Linked DNA regions of Mus musculus: regions 1 and 2 are each linked to region 3. A link is a contact called in public Hi-C data. All regions are on one chromosome and are shown on one strand. The core of a region is the stretch at or near the end of the contact, and the rest is flanking DNA. Distances in the headings are between cores, read along the strand shown.

Region 1 (3,823 bases), core at 1,203-3,702, 450 kb after region 3:
AACCTGTCTTCATAGTGAACATGGAGTTTATTTATATTCTGAAACCAACCTTAGTTTGATATAAGATTATGCAACCACTGAGCAAGCCAGCCAGAAGTAGCAATTAAAGGTCCTGAAGACACCGGACTGGATACCCTGATTCATTGTCATTTAATTTACATAGGCTGAAAGATGTGTGAGGACCCTAGAGCAAACTCAGCTAGCTGTGAAGAATTCATCCCACCTGAAATCTTCATGAAAATATGAATAATTCTTTACTCCTCTATGGGACTGCCAATATACCAAATGATCTCAGCGTTCTCTCAGCTTCCTGGTATGCTGTGAATATCGGTGCAGCCATCTCTACTTACTGCCTTCATGATGTGTTCCCAAGTTTCCTCTGATTCTGTGCAGGTGCCCCTCTCTTTAGTTGGTAGAACACTTGTCTAGCATGCACAGGCCATATCAAGGCAAGTGCCTCAGCAAGTCCATGGGATATCTGTGGGTTTTAGGAAGGCTGTAGATAGCATCGGGATGGTATTCATGAGAAGAGTAGGAAATGATAGCCAGAGGAAGAGTTCAGCTTCAAGAAGGCTCAAGGTATCCTGGTTTATTTTATTGGCTGCTTAGAAATCTCGGTTATCCCTTCAGAAAAGGATCCAGGCTGTTTTGAGAGGTCAGACTTTCAATACTTCCCATCTCTAGACTTGAACATGAATAATCATGAGTGTGCTTCTTTCCAGAAGATACATGAACTTGAACCAACTCAGTGTAGACCAGAATATCCCTTACAACTCTGTCCACCAAGGTCTCAACTCCAAGTGGCTATCTAGCCATACATTGGTCAAGCAGGGTGGCATCAAGTCTTTGAAATCTATTATATGTGTAAGAATGATTTTTTTTTTTCGGGGAGGGGTTGGAGATGTAACTCAAAGAGTACTTGCCTATCATATATAATGCCCTGGGTTAGGTCCTCACAACTACAAAAACTGGGCATAGTGGTGTAAGCTTGAAATCCTAGCTCATTGGCTATGGAGAAAGGAAGGTGAGAAGTTTAGGGTCATCATTGAGTTGACAGACAGCCTGGGTTATATGAGATCTTTGCTCAGGACAAAAATACGAGAAGAAAGAAAGAACAAAGAGAGGGAGGAAAGAAAGAAGGAAAGGAGAGGAGAGAAGAGGAAAGGAGAGGAGAGGAACCTCTTATGCAGTCTTCCTGCGATGCCCTGGCTGGTCTGGAACTACTTACCATGTAAACCAGATTGGCCTTAGATTTGCAATAGTCCTCCTGCTTCAGTCCTTTGAATGCTGAGATCACAGGTGTGCGTCAATGAACATAGCTCTTATATCTGGTTAGCTTAGAGTCTTGACCTTTGACTTTTCAATGTGCCAAGCCAAACATGCATGCATACATGCACGCATGTACACAGATACACAGATACACACACTGCACTCATGTTCCATCCTACAGTCTGAGAGCATTCCATGTGAAGGAAGCCATGTGCTGGAGGGATGGCTGCTCTATTTTATTTTCTTCTCTAGATCACATGAGAAAATGCATTGAAATAATTTTTAAATTATAAAAATACTGTAGGTGTATCAAGTATGTCTATAAATGCACACATATTTCTACACAAGAATAAGTGCTGATCCCCTAGAATTCCTAATATCGTGTGCCTCCTATTAAAGACCTGGCATTTCTTAAGGGTTCTGATGGATAGGAATACAATGTATTATAAGTCATTAGTATATTCTGGTAATGTTTCATAGAAACAGACAGTCACACACATACATGCACACAGGCTACTGGTCCCTTTGGGGGATGTTTGCTCAAGAGTCTGAGCTTGGCTGGGCCCATGCTGTGTCTCAGGGCTGCCTTACACAGGTGCGAGTGTAGGCGGCAACTGATTTTCTAAGGGAGAAAATGATAAAGCAAGCAGGAAAAAAAATCAGAAAAACAACTTTGTTTGATCTTGGTTCCAAAATAATAGCTTGAGCAGAAGAGGGTGAAAGTGAGGTTCTTGGGTGGCTGAAGCGATGCTGGGAGAGGAGGAAGAGGGCCAGAGACACTAGAGAAGAATCTGAAGCAGAGGGAGGGCCTGGCAATGCCCACCTCTCATCATGACTTGGCCCGTGTTTGGCTCACAGAGTCTCATCACATGAACTAGCACGCATTAGCATGAGTGCAGAGCTGCCCTGAAAGATGGTAGGAATGTGCTTCTGCTCAATGGAGGCCCCAGGCCTCTGCTGCAGTCTTTTCTTTCACCTTTGTACTTTTGTGGCTCCAAACTGCAAGGAGTGGAGCTCAGCCACCGGTTTTTCCATTGGTGGCTCAGCTTCTGTGAGCTACGCAGCTAAAATCCACTTCTGTCTTGTTGTCAAACAGTAATCAGCTCCTGTGCTCGGCTGATGGGAGAGGCAGGAGAGGGCTGAAATGGGCTGTCCTCCTGGGAAAACGGGGTGGGGTGGGGGGTGGGATAAAATCCTTCCCAGGGCAGAATGTGAGAACACAGCCCAGGGCTTTCCATGACCTCTGAAAGCCTCTTCTGCCTGCAAACATTGAGCCCCAATCTCTAATCAATTAGCTAACTAGCTCCCCCTTTTGACATTTTCTTACAGATAAAAAGTGCACAGTGCCTTGGTGAAGCAGGGGGTGCTAAGCTAGGACATAAATCCCTGTCGTTGTTAGGAATCAAAATACAGGGATACAGTATAACCCATCTCCATGCAGTGTGCAGCAATCATCCTTTTAATGACACGTGATGTTTCAGAGCCATTTTTTTTTTAATTTACTTAGGGATATTTTGAAAGAGCCTGACAAGAAAAGGTGACAGACATCTAAAACACTAGTGAAAAGTCACTTCTGAAAGAATTAAAGTCAGCATGCATTTAATCACGGATACAAATAAGATCCCACCACACCCACCCAAGTCATTTATTTTACATACTGCTGACGTCCTTATATTATTTATTCTGAGTTTGAAATTTCATTTAATCTACTTTTTTTTTTTTTTTTTACTTTTATCTTCAGCCAGAAACAAAGAGCTAAGCCAGAATGACAAGAGATTTTTTTTTTCCCCATCACAAGCAGTCATGTTTGGTGTGCTTCTTCAGGCTAAGTTCAGAGCAAGCAGAGGTCACTGTGTGGTGTTCACATTTTAGAGGCCGAAAGGGGAGAAGAAGTAATCATGCCGAGGTGCTGTGACGAGGTCTCACACTCTCTGTAAGTCAGTTTCTAGTTGCATATTTGAATCATGAAGGGAATATTTTTAAATAAATCTTGGTGTTTGGCCTCAATCTTCAGGACTTTGTTATCTGAGGTCTAGCCTCATGTCAAAGTTCCAGAGCAGACACAAATACACGTCAAATACAAGTCCATCATTGGGGAACCATTTGCCAGCTCACTGCCTAATACTGCCCTCAGACCATCTTCTGGCTCTCATCATTTGCTCTGATCCTTGTTTTGCACCCACCTGGATCATCCTTGGCCTCCATGGCCTCATCTTTACATGTTGCTAGCACTGTGCTTGCTGTGGCTAGCAAGCCAGTGCAAGCATGTGATAGCATCTTCACCTTGATCCTTCACGGACATGGGAGTAAAGCCTCAGTTCTGTTGGGAAGGGCTACACTTTGTGCCAGAAACAACAAACATTGATTTCATCATATTTCTAGAAGCTGGAAGTCCATGGTCCACTGTGGGCAGGGCTGCTTTTGGAGCTAGTCTCCTTGGCTTCTAGCAGCTGCTCACCCAGTGTCTTTACATGGTCTTCCCTCTGGGAGACCACGTCCTCAGGTCATCCAATAATAAATGCAAGCACAGAGGATTCAAATGTATGCTAGGTAA
Region 2 (3,770 bases), core at 1,107-3,606, 480 kb after region 3:
GAGTTGTTCAACTATGGGAGTAGATGTTATGGTTTGGAGATGAAGCGTTCTCTTAAAAGTATATGTACTACACATTTGGTCAGCAGTTGGCAAAACCAATAATGGAGAGGTGATTGGCTTATGGATGAATTACTCCCTTCATGTACTTGTAATTTAACAGTGTGACTAGGTGGCACTGAAGAATAAAAGGCCTGGTAAGAGGAAGGAGGTTAGTGGGACTTGCCTTTGAAGTGTGTCTTTAGATTCCTCATCTTATCTCAATCTTGGCTACTCTGAAGCAGGAAGCCCTGGTACACCAAACTCTTTCTACCAGGATGCTTTTGATCTGCCTGCTGCAGCCCAAAACAATTGGATGGGCTGACCAAGGATTAAAATCTCTGAAATCATGAGTCAAATGCATATTTAACGTTTGAAGTTGTTTATCTCAGGGTTTTTTTGTTTGTTTGTTTGTTTGTTTTTTTTTTCTTGTTTTTTGTTTTTTGTTTTTTGTTTTTGTTTTTGTTTTCGTTTTGGTTTTTTTTTGCCACAATGACCAAAAGCTAACAGAATGTATGACAGGAAGCACTTTCAATTCTGTATGGTCACAGAGATTTGTACAAAAGTATTGTGTTTAAAATTTAAAAAGTGTTTGGGAGTCCTGTGTGTCTCAGTTAGGGTGGTATGATGAAACACCATAATCAAGAGCAAGATGGGGAGGACAGGGTTTATTTAGCTTATACTTCCATCACATGACATGCTATCATCAAAGGAAGTCAGGACAGGAACTCAAGCAGGGCAGGAACCTGGACACAGGAGCTGATACAGAATACATAGAGGGGTGCTGCTTACTGGCTTGCTCACCCTGCTTTAAAGAAACTAGGATCACCAGCGTAGGGATGGAACCACCCACAGTAGCACCCTCCCAGTCAATCACCAATTAAAAGAACCCTACAGGCCTGCCCACAGCCTGTCTTATTGAGGCATTTTCTTAATCGAGAGCGTCTATTCTCTTAGATGACTTTATCTTGTGACAAGTTGACATAAAACTATCAGCACATTATGAAAAGGACAGAAATCTAATAGTATGTGACACAAAGACTACAAGCCTGTGTGGCAGCTCTGTGGCTGGAAAAACTGTAACACATCCATACCACAAAAGCAACTAACTCACGAAATAGTGGGGCAGAAGAGCATTTGTCAGTAACTTGAGATGTATAAAGATGTCATGTGAGCCCCAGTCCCACTGGACCTAAAGTTGGACTGCATCATTTGGGCTATGATAATGTGAGGTGCCTGGCACTGGCCATTGTGTCCCTCATGCTCAGCAAATACTGTAGCGTTGTTCCTTCTGTTTGTATGTGATAGTCTATGTGAAATGTAAGTTGTCTGATGACTTTGACACTCAACCAAGAAAAGAAAATTGAGAGTAAGAAGAGAATCATGAATTTAAGTCTAGTTCCCACTGAGAGTTCTCTGTATCATCCAGAGGAGCCTCCTCCATTAAAGAAGAGGCTAGTGCCAAGACTTCATGGGAAAAATGGACATGATGGAGTCCTGGCCTGGGAACAAGAAATGACATGTTCTTGCTTCTAAGTCTAAGCTTCAGGCAGGAGATGTACTGAGGACAGCAGGGCAGGCTACACTTGGCTATCACACCTGAAACACACACAAATATATAGGGAATCAAGAAGTGCTCAGTTATCTTCAAGACCCATCAGAGGTGACAGGGAGGGTTCCTTAATCAAAACTGCCCAGACAAGGACAACTGAGTATGGGCTAACTGTCTCTAGGAACACACATGGCCATGGACAGGGACATCTGCAGCTAATCTGATATTTGGTTCCCTGAAACATGTTTTGGAAACTAAATGTCTTCCTACCAAATTTCTGTCATCTATGTTGATCTGTCATTGTTGAGATGCCTTGATATTTATTAAAGTGGTTTTGTTTACTGAAGATTCACCTTGACATGATCCTCATCTTTATCAGGACTTATTTGGTATAATAGAAGAAGAAAAATAAATAAAAAGAAGCAAGGAAAGAAAGATGAAAGGAATGAATAGAAAACAGTGAAAGAAGGGGAGAGGGGGAAACACACACACACACACACACACGGCAGAGGGGCCAGCAATGAGGGAGATTTTGTTCAGAGCAACTAAGCTCAAGAATTAAAAACCAGAAAAACAATGTAGAGTGGGACTGGGTTTGAGAGCTGATCCAGTTTGGTAAGGGAACTTTCCATTTTCTACATAAAGTCCCGAATCTGACTCAGGTAATAGTTGGCTGTGATTCATCCAATCATTCATGCATAGATCCTCTGGGCCACTTGATATTTTTCTTTGCAAATGTTGAAATAAAGGTTCAGTGACACTTCTAACTGGTTCAACTGAACAGCATTGGCAAGGATTTGGGTCAGAGTTGAAGCTTGCTTTCTGCAATTCCAAACATGGCTTTCCACGTGGTCCTTGCTCTTTCTGTAATACTCTTCAAAGGGATAATTTCCGTAGTTGTAAAGGATCCTTAGTTCATGGTTCCAATATAGGAGAAAGGCTTTTTGGAGGACTCAGAAAAAGCAGTGTCTGATATACATTAGTATACTACATGTGCTCAATCCTCTATCTATCCATCATCTATCTATCCATCTATCATCTATCTATCTGTTTGTCTATCTGTCTGTCTATCATTTATCTTATTTTTTCAGAAGCAATGAAACTATGGAGAGTAGTGGGTAGCATAGTGAGAGGAGACAAAGGTGGAAAGATGAGGAGAGGAACTCTGTACAGGGTATCACACACCATCTATGACCTGTACTGTCAATGCTACACAAGTGTTGTAGAGCTTTCAGTAAAGGTCAGACAATCCTGATGATGAGAACAATGGGCCAAGCCAGAGGGCCCCATCTTTGCCCCCTCCACACTTTTACTCCTTTTTTCCCATTTTTATTAGGTATTTAGCTCATTTACATTTCCAATGCTATACCAAAAGTCCCCCCATACCCACCCACCCCCACTCCCCTACCCACCCACTCCCCCTTTTTGGCCCTGGCGTTCCCCTGTACTGGGGCATATAAAGTTTGCATGTCCAATGGGTCACTCTTTCCAGTGATGGCCGACTAGGCCATCTTTTGATACATATGCAGCTAGAGTCAAGAGCTCCGGGGTACTGGTTAGTTCATAATGTTGTTCCACCTATAGGGTTGCAGATCCCTTTAGCTCCTTGGGTACTTTCTCTAGCTCCTCCATTGGGAGCCCTGTGATCCATCCATTAGCTGACTGTGAGCATCCACTTCTGTGTTTGCTAGGCCCCGGCATAGTCTCACAAGAGACAGCTACATCTGGGTCCTTTCAATAAAATCTTGCTAGTGTTTGCAATGGTGTCAGCGTTTGGATGCTGATTATGGGGTGGATCCCTGGATATGGCAGTCTCTACATGGTCCATCCTTTCATCTCAGCTCCAAACTTTGTCTCTGTAACTCCTTCCATGGGTGTTTTGTTCCCAATTCTAAGGAGGGGCATACACACTTTTACTCTTACCACTAGTTGGAAGCGCTTTTTTTTTTTTTTCTCTCGTCAATGGCAGACCTCAAATTCCTATGCTGGAAAAATGTCAAGGTCTTCAAGTTCTTTAAGAAGAGACTGCCCACTTCTTCTGAGGTTCACACCAGAAATGCTGGCTAGTATGTGGGGGAAAAGAGGCTTTCTTTGTGGTTTGCCAGCTTCATGGGCTGACACATAAATAAGCATAGGTAAATAATTTTCTGGAAACCAGCCAAGTAAAATGATATGTTCTCAG
Region 3 (3,867 bases), core at 870-3,369:
GCTTTCTACTTCTAGAGCCATGATAATGAAATCCTAAGACCTTAAACTGTCCAGCAGGTAGCATTTTTGTTACAGTAGTCTGAGCTGACCAATACAGGGTAATGGACTGGAGATGTGTGTTACAGAAAGCTAGTCCTCTGCACCCTCTGGGATGTTTCTTGCTGCTGTGATAGCTCCTGAATACCTGCTCCCATCGCCTTGAGCCCTGGGCCCTGCTGGTCAAGGCCTTCTCTAATTAGCTACCTCATCAGTACACCATCAGCAATAAGGGCCTGGCAGCTTGCCTTCTACAAATCTATTTAGCCTTTGGATATCTTACTCCAGAAGGGATACTTAGCCATTACTGCATGCCCAGTACCTGTTACACTTTTGTAGACAGGAGCAAGCAGACATACTTGCTATAACAGATAGCCCTGTCCATATAAGAGCAAGCAAGGGCTTAGAACTGGTATCAACTCAGTTATTTCATAGTTGCTCTGAGCCTGAGACCGTCTAAGCACTCATTGCATGTGAAGTTGACCAAGGTCTCATAACCACATGCGGGTTAATTCTACCGCTCTGTCCTTCACAGAGAACAGAGGCACAGTTGGTTCTAGGACACACAGCTAGCAGGTGACAGAGCCAGGGTCATCCTCATGCAGTCTGAATCATGCCTTATGATCAGTGTGAAGCTGCCAGGCCAGGTAGCCATAATCTTATTGTAGATTCCAAGTCTCATGTGTAGGATCTGATGGGGAGGGGGGACACAAAAAAGGGAGTCTCTTTTCTTGGTGGCTGGGAAAATCTCCCTAAGCCAGGTCTAAGTGTATTTGAAGGAGGGTGGAGTTGGTAAATCCCCCAAAACAAAGGTGCCTGGGCCAAAAGAGCCCGAAGGTATCCTAGGAAGGTTGTGTGTGTAGGAAGATGGGTGGCAAGGACTTAGCTGAAGAGACAGAGCGTCCACACATAGCCCAGAAGGCCTGAAAATGGAAGGATCATATAAGGATTTGCTCAAGGTAACCACTACTATACTGCAGAGAAGGGATTGGAACTCGGGCAGAGTGGAAGCAGAGGCCTTTACTTTCATAACAGGGAACCTAGATAGAAGAATGGGGGGTGATTTCAGTAAGGGGTGGGTGGCATTTTGAACTGGCACAGTGGGAACAAGTGATGGAATCCCAGCGAGGAAGCTGGCACATGAGGAGACAGTGGCCTCTGAGAACTCTGGGGGAGCAGCTTAGTGATCAACATCACAGTTTTAAAGTCAACTGGAAAACTTGCACAGAGTTTGGATTCTAGAAGCAACAGATACCGTCATCAAATCCATTGCTTCCCAATAATTGTATTACTTTTGTCTTTTGTCCTGAAGGTCCTGTGTCCCTCATATTTGTAGTGACATGCTACCAGCTGTCTCTCCTCAGCCAGGTCTCTTCGGTGTTTATCAGTAGTCTGAAGTTTCTGTAGTAAGTGGGAATGTAACATGAAGGGCATCAAGGTAGTGTTTTCTTTTTGGCACACCTCTGGCTGCCACCTTCTAGAGATACAGGACAGAAGAGACCCATTGATCCTTCAAGTCTCCATCTTGGAATCTTTCTCCAGCTCCACTGACGACCCATCTCTCTGTTGGAGTCTCCAAATATATTCTGAACATCCTTTTTAGAAACTGCTTGTCTTAAGGGTGTTGATCGTGTTGTTCTTCCTTGCATTTTGCAAGCCTCTCCGAGGCAGGACTTGTCTCATTCCTCTCTAGGATGGAGTACAGCATGGAGCTCAGTGTGTCTTTCTGTAGTGAAGGAACAAGAGAATGGGCAGATAGGGATGGCTGTGCTCTCGCCAGCCCTACACTGTCCCTCCGTGCTTAGGCAAGACTTTGGAGATTGTGATAATCCTGGATTGCTTCTAGCTATCAGGGGCAGACAGCCCGATGGCTGGAGTGAGAAGACACTTCAATGTTCGTACAGCTGTTTGTCGAAATGTTGACTGAAAATATTCTTTGAAATGACTATTTTTCAAAGAAACCTCTTTCAAAAGATACTGCTTCAAAATGGACTTGATAACTGAGCCCAGAAAAACGGGCCCCTGGGAGGGAGACAGTGGCCAGCACATCAAAGGCTTCCAAAGGTCGATTGCAAAGGGGAGGCATGTGCCTGACCGTCTTGGCAAAGTTGTCTTTGTAACTGATCTGCTCCAAGGGCCATGGGGCACAAGGACATCAGATTTGTTTGAAGAGAGAAACATCCTGTTAGCCTTGGAAAATTATTACACAAAGCCACCAGAGTGCAACTTCCTCCTATCCACAACCCCCCACCCACCCAGACAAGGCTGAGCATCATAAAAATCTCCACCCCTATACCATTCTGCTCGCTGTCAATCATAGAGGCCAAGTGCCTAACATCCTGGCAGAGAGGGCTAGAAAGATTCCCTTCCTTGCTTGTTTAGTTGTATAACTTAGTAATCCCCTTTCCCTTCTTTAAGCTCACTCACTCGGACTTGCTGTGGTGAGTCTTCTAGGCTCCAAGGGCCAAGAGACCTAAACTTAATCACTAATTCTGCTATACCCTGGAAGCTTGGGCCAATGACTTCTGATCCTTACCTCATCTGAATAGATGAGCCACAAAGCCTATCTGACCAACTCTCAAGGATGTTCTGAGACCCCAGGAAGCAACTCAGCATAGCTCGACATGCGTCATTGAACTGGGACATGTCATGTCCTTCTCTGAGTCCTTTCTGTTGGAAAGCCCTGATATTTTGCAAGAGGAAGCAGATGCCCAGAGATGTTGAGTTATATCTCCAAGTCATACTAAGGAACTGGCTGGAGGGTCTGAGAGTGAGACCGGTGTCTTATATGCTTCCCAAACACAGGTACGTTGGCTTGTCAGTTTTCACTTATTGAAGCTCGGCAGGTAAGCTATCTAATACTTGCAAATGACTGTCACCACTTCAATATAAATACCCAGTGTGAGTGCAGCCACACCTGTACATGTACCTGCCACTACTGCATGCTGGCTACCACTGGGTTTACACAAGGAAGTGTTCTCTCCCTTTGTCTACTGGATGGCTGCTAACTGGGTCATATAATCTTTCCCTGTGACCTATATTAACATATAACTAGTGAGCATGATACACACAGTACTGCCTGATGGCCAGAGACTATTCTGTGCCCTTTGTATGTCTTACCTCATCTAACACCAAGGGAAACTCTCTTGGGGAAGTACTGGCCTTATCCCAGTTTCAGATGGCGAGCTGAGGTACAGGAATGCTAAAGAATTGGCCTGATGTCTCAGTGCTAATGGCAGTGAGAGCCCGCGCTCAGGAAGTTCATTTTGAAAATCCATGTCTGCTGAGAAAATGAAATGCACAAGCCGCTTGTGCTCCTGCACCTTAGAGTGATGGAGGGACTTCAGGGGGACTTAGGAGCCACACTAGATTGTTCTTCACTGTGTAAACCTGACTTAACACCTAGAAGACAAGGTCACTCAGGAAAGACGTCCCTGGCACCACCCTGGGGCACATCCAGTCGTGTGTCAGCCCCTCTATCCAGCAGGCTGCTGTGGTGGGGATTTTCTTCTACCTTTTGTCCACGTGTACAGCTGTTCTGTTCCTGTCCCTTCTGCATGGCTTATGTGTGAGATCACAGCTGTGCGAGCTGGTCTGGCTCTGTCCAGTCCTCACCTTAGGGAACATTCCTGCTTCTCCTAAGTTATCAGGCTCTGTGGGCTTCTCCACCTTTTCTCGAGGGGAATCTGATATTTTTACTGACTGAAACCTAGCAACAGCCCTCAGTGGCCAGGCGGGCCCACAGCAGCATTCGCTCTGTTTTCTTGTTCTGCCATATACATAGAGAACAGAGAAGAGACTTGGACTAGGGATGTATGAGATTAAACAAGC

The links. A called contact is a pair of places that touch in the nucleus more often than the background predicts.
Region 1: a contact with region 3 is called in a Hi-C map of liver, with 3 times the contacts expected there. The contact joins two enhancer-like sites. A contact is called at or near these places in 2 of 484 Hi-C or Micro-C datasets (both in liver) and 1 of 115 datasets of contacts at active chromatin or transcription factors (CD8 T cells).
Region 2: a Hi-C map of liver shows a contact between it and region 3, with 3 times the contacts expected there. The contact joins two enhancer-like sites. A contact is called at or near these places in 1 of 484 Hi-C or Micro-C datasets (liver) and 2 of 115 datasets of contacts at active chromatin or transcription factors (CD8 T cells and memory CD8 T cells).

The regions. Positions count from the first base shown.
Region 1 is chr12:25,824,544-25,828,366 of GRCm38.p6, forward strand. No RefSeq gene overlaps it. Among named protein-coding and RNA genes, the nearest start is that of Gm29835, 150 kb to the right of the region's middle. Within about 2 kb of position 2,453, at least 3 of the 459 cell types and tissues checked have an H3K27ac peak or open chromatin away from gene starts, as enhancers often do. A contact at or near this core is called in liver, where this site is marked.
Region 2 is chr12:25,858,930-25,862,699 of GRCm38.p6, forward strand. No RefSeq gene overlaps it. Among named protein-coding and RNA genes, the nearest start is that of Gm29835, 120 kb to the right of the region's middle. Within about 2 kb of position 2,357, at least 4 of the 459 cell types and tissues checked have an H3K27ac peak or open chromatin away from gene starts, as enhancers often do. A contact at or near this core is called in liver, where this site is marked.
Region 3 is chr12:25,379,627-25,383,493 of GRCm38.p6, forward strand. Gm36723 (a long non-coding RNA gene) reads left to right here. Exons shown (of 12, transcript XR_001780577.2): 2 at 1-2,841. Among named protein-coding and RNA genes, the nearest start is that of Gm36723, 26 kb to the left of the region's middle. Within about 2 kb of position 2,120, at least 13 of the 459 cell types and tissues checked have an H3K27ac peak or open chromatin away from gene starts, as enhancers often do. A contact at or near this core is called in liver, where this site is marked.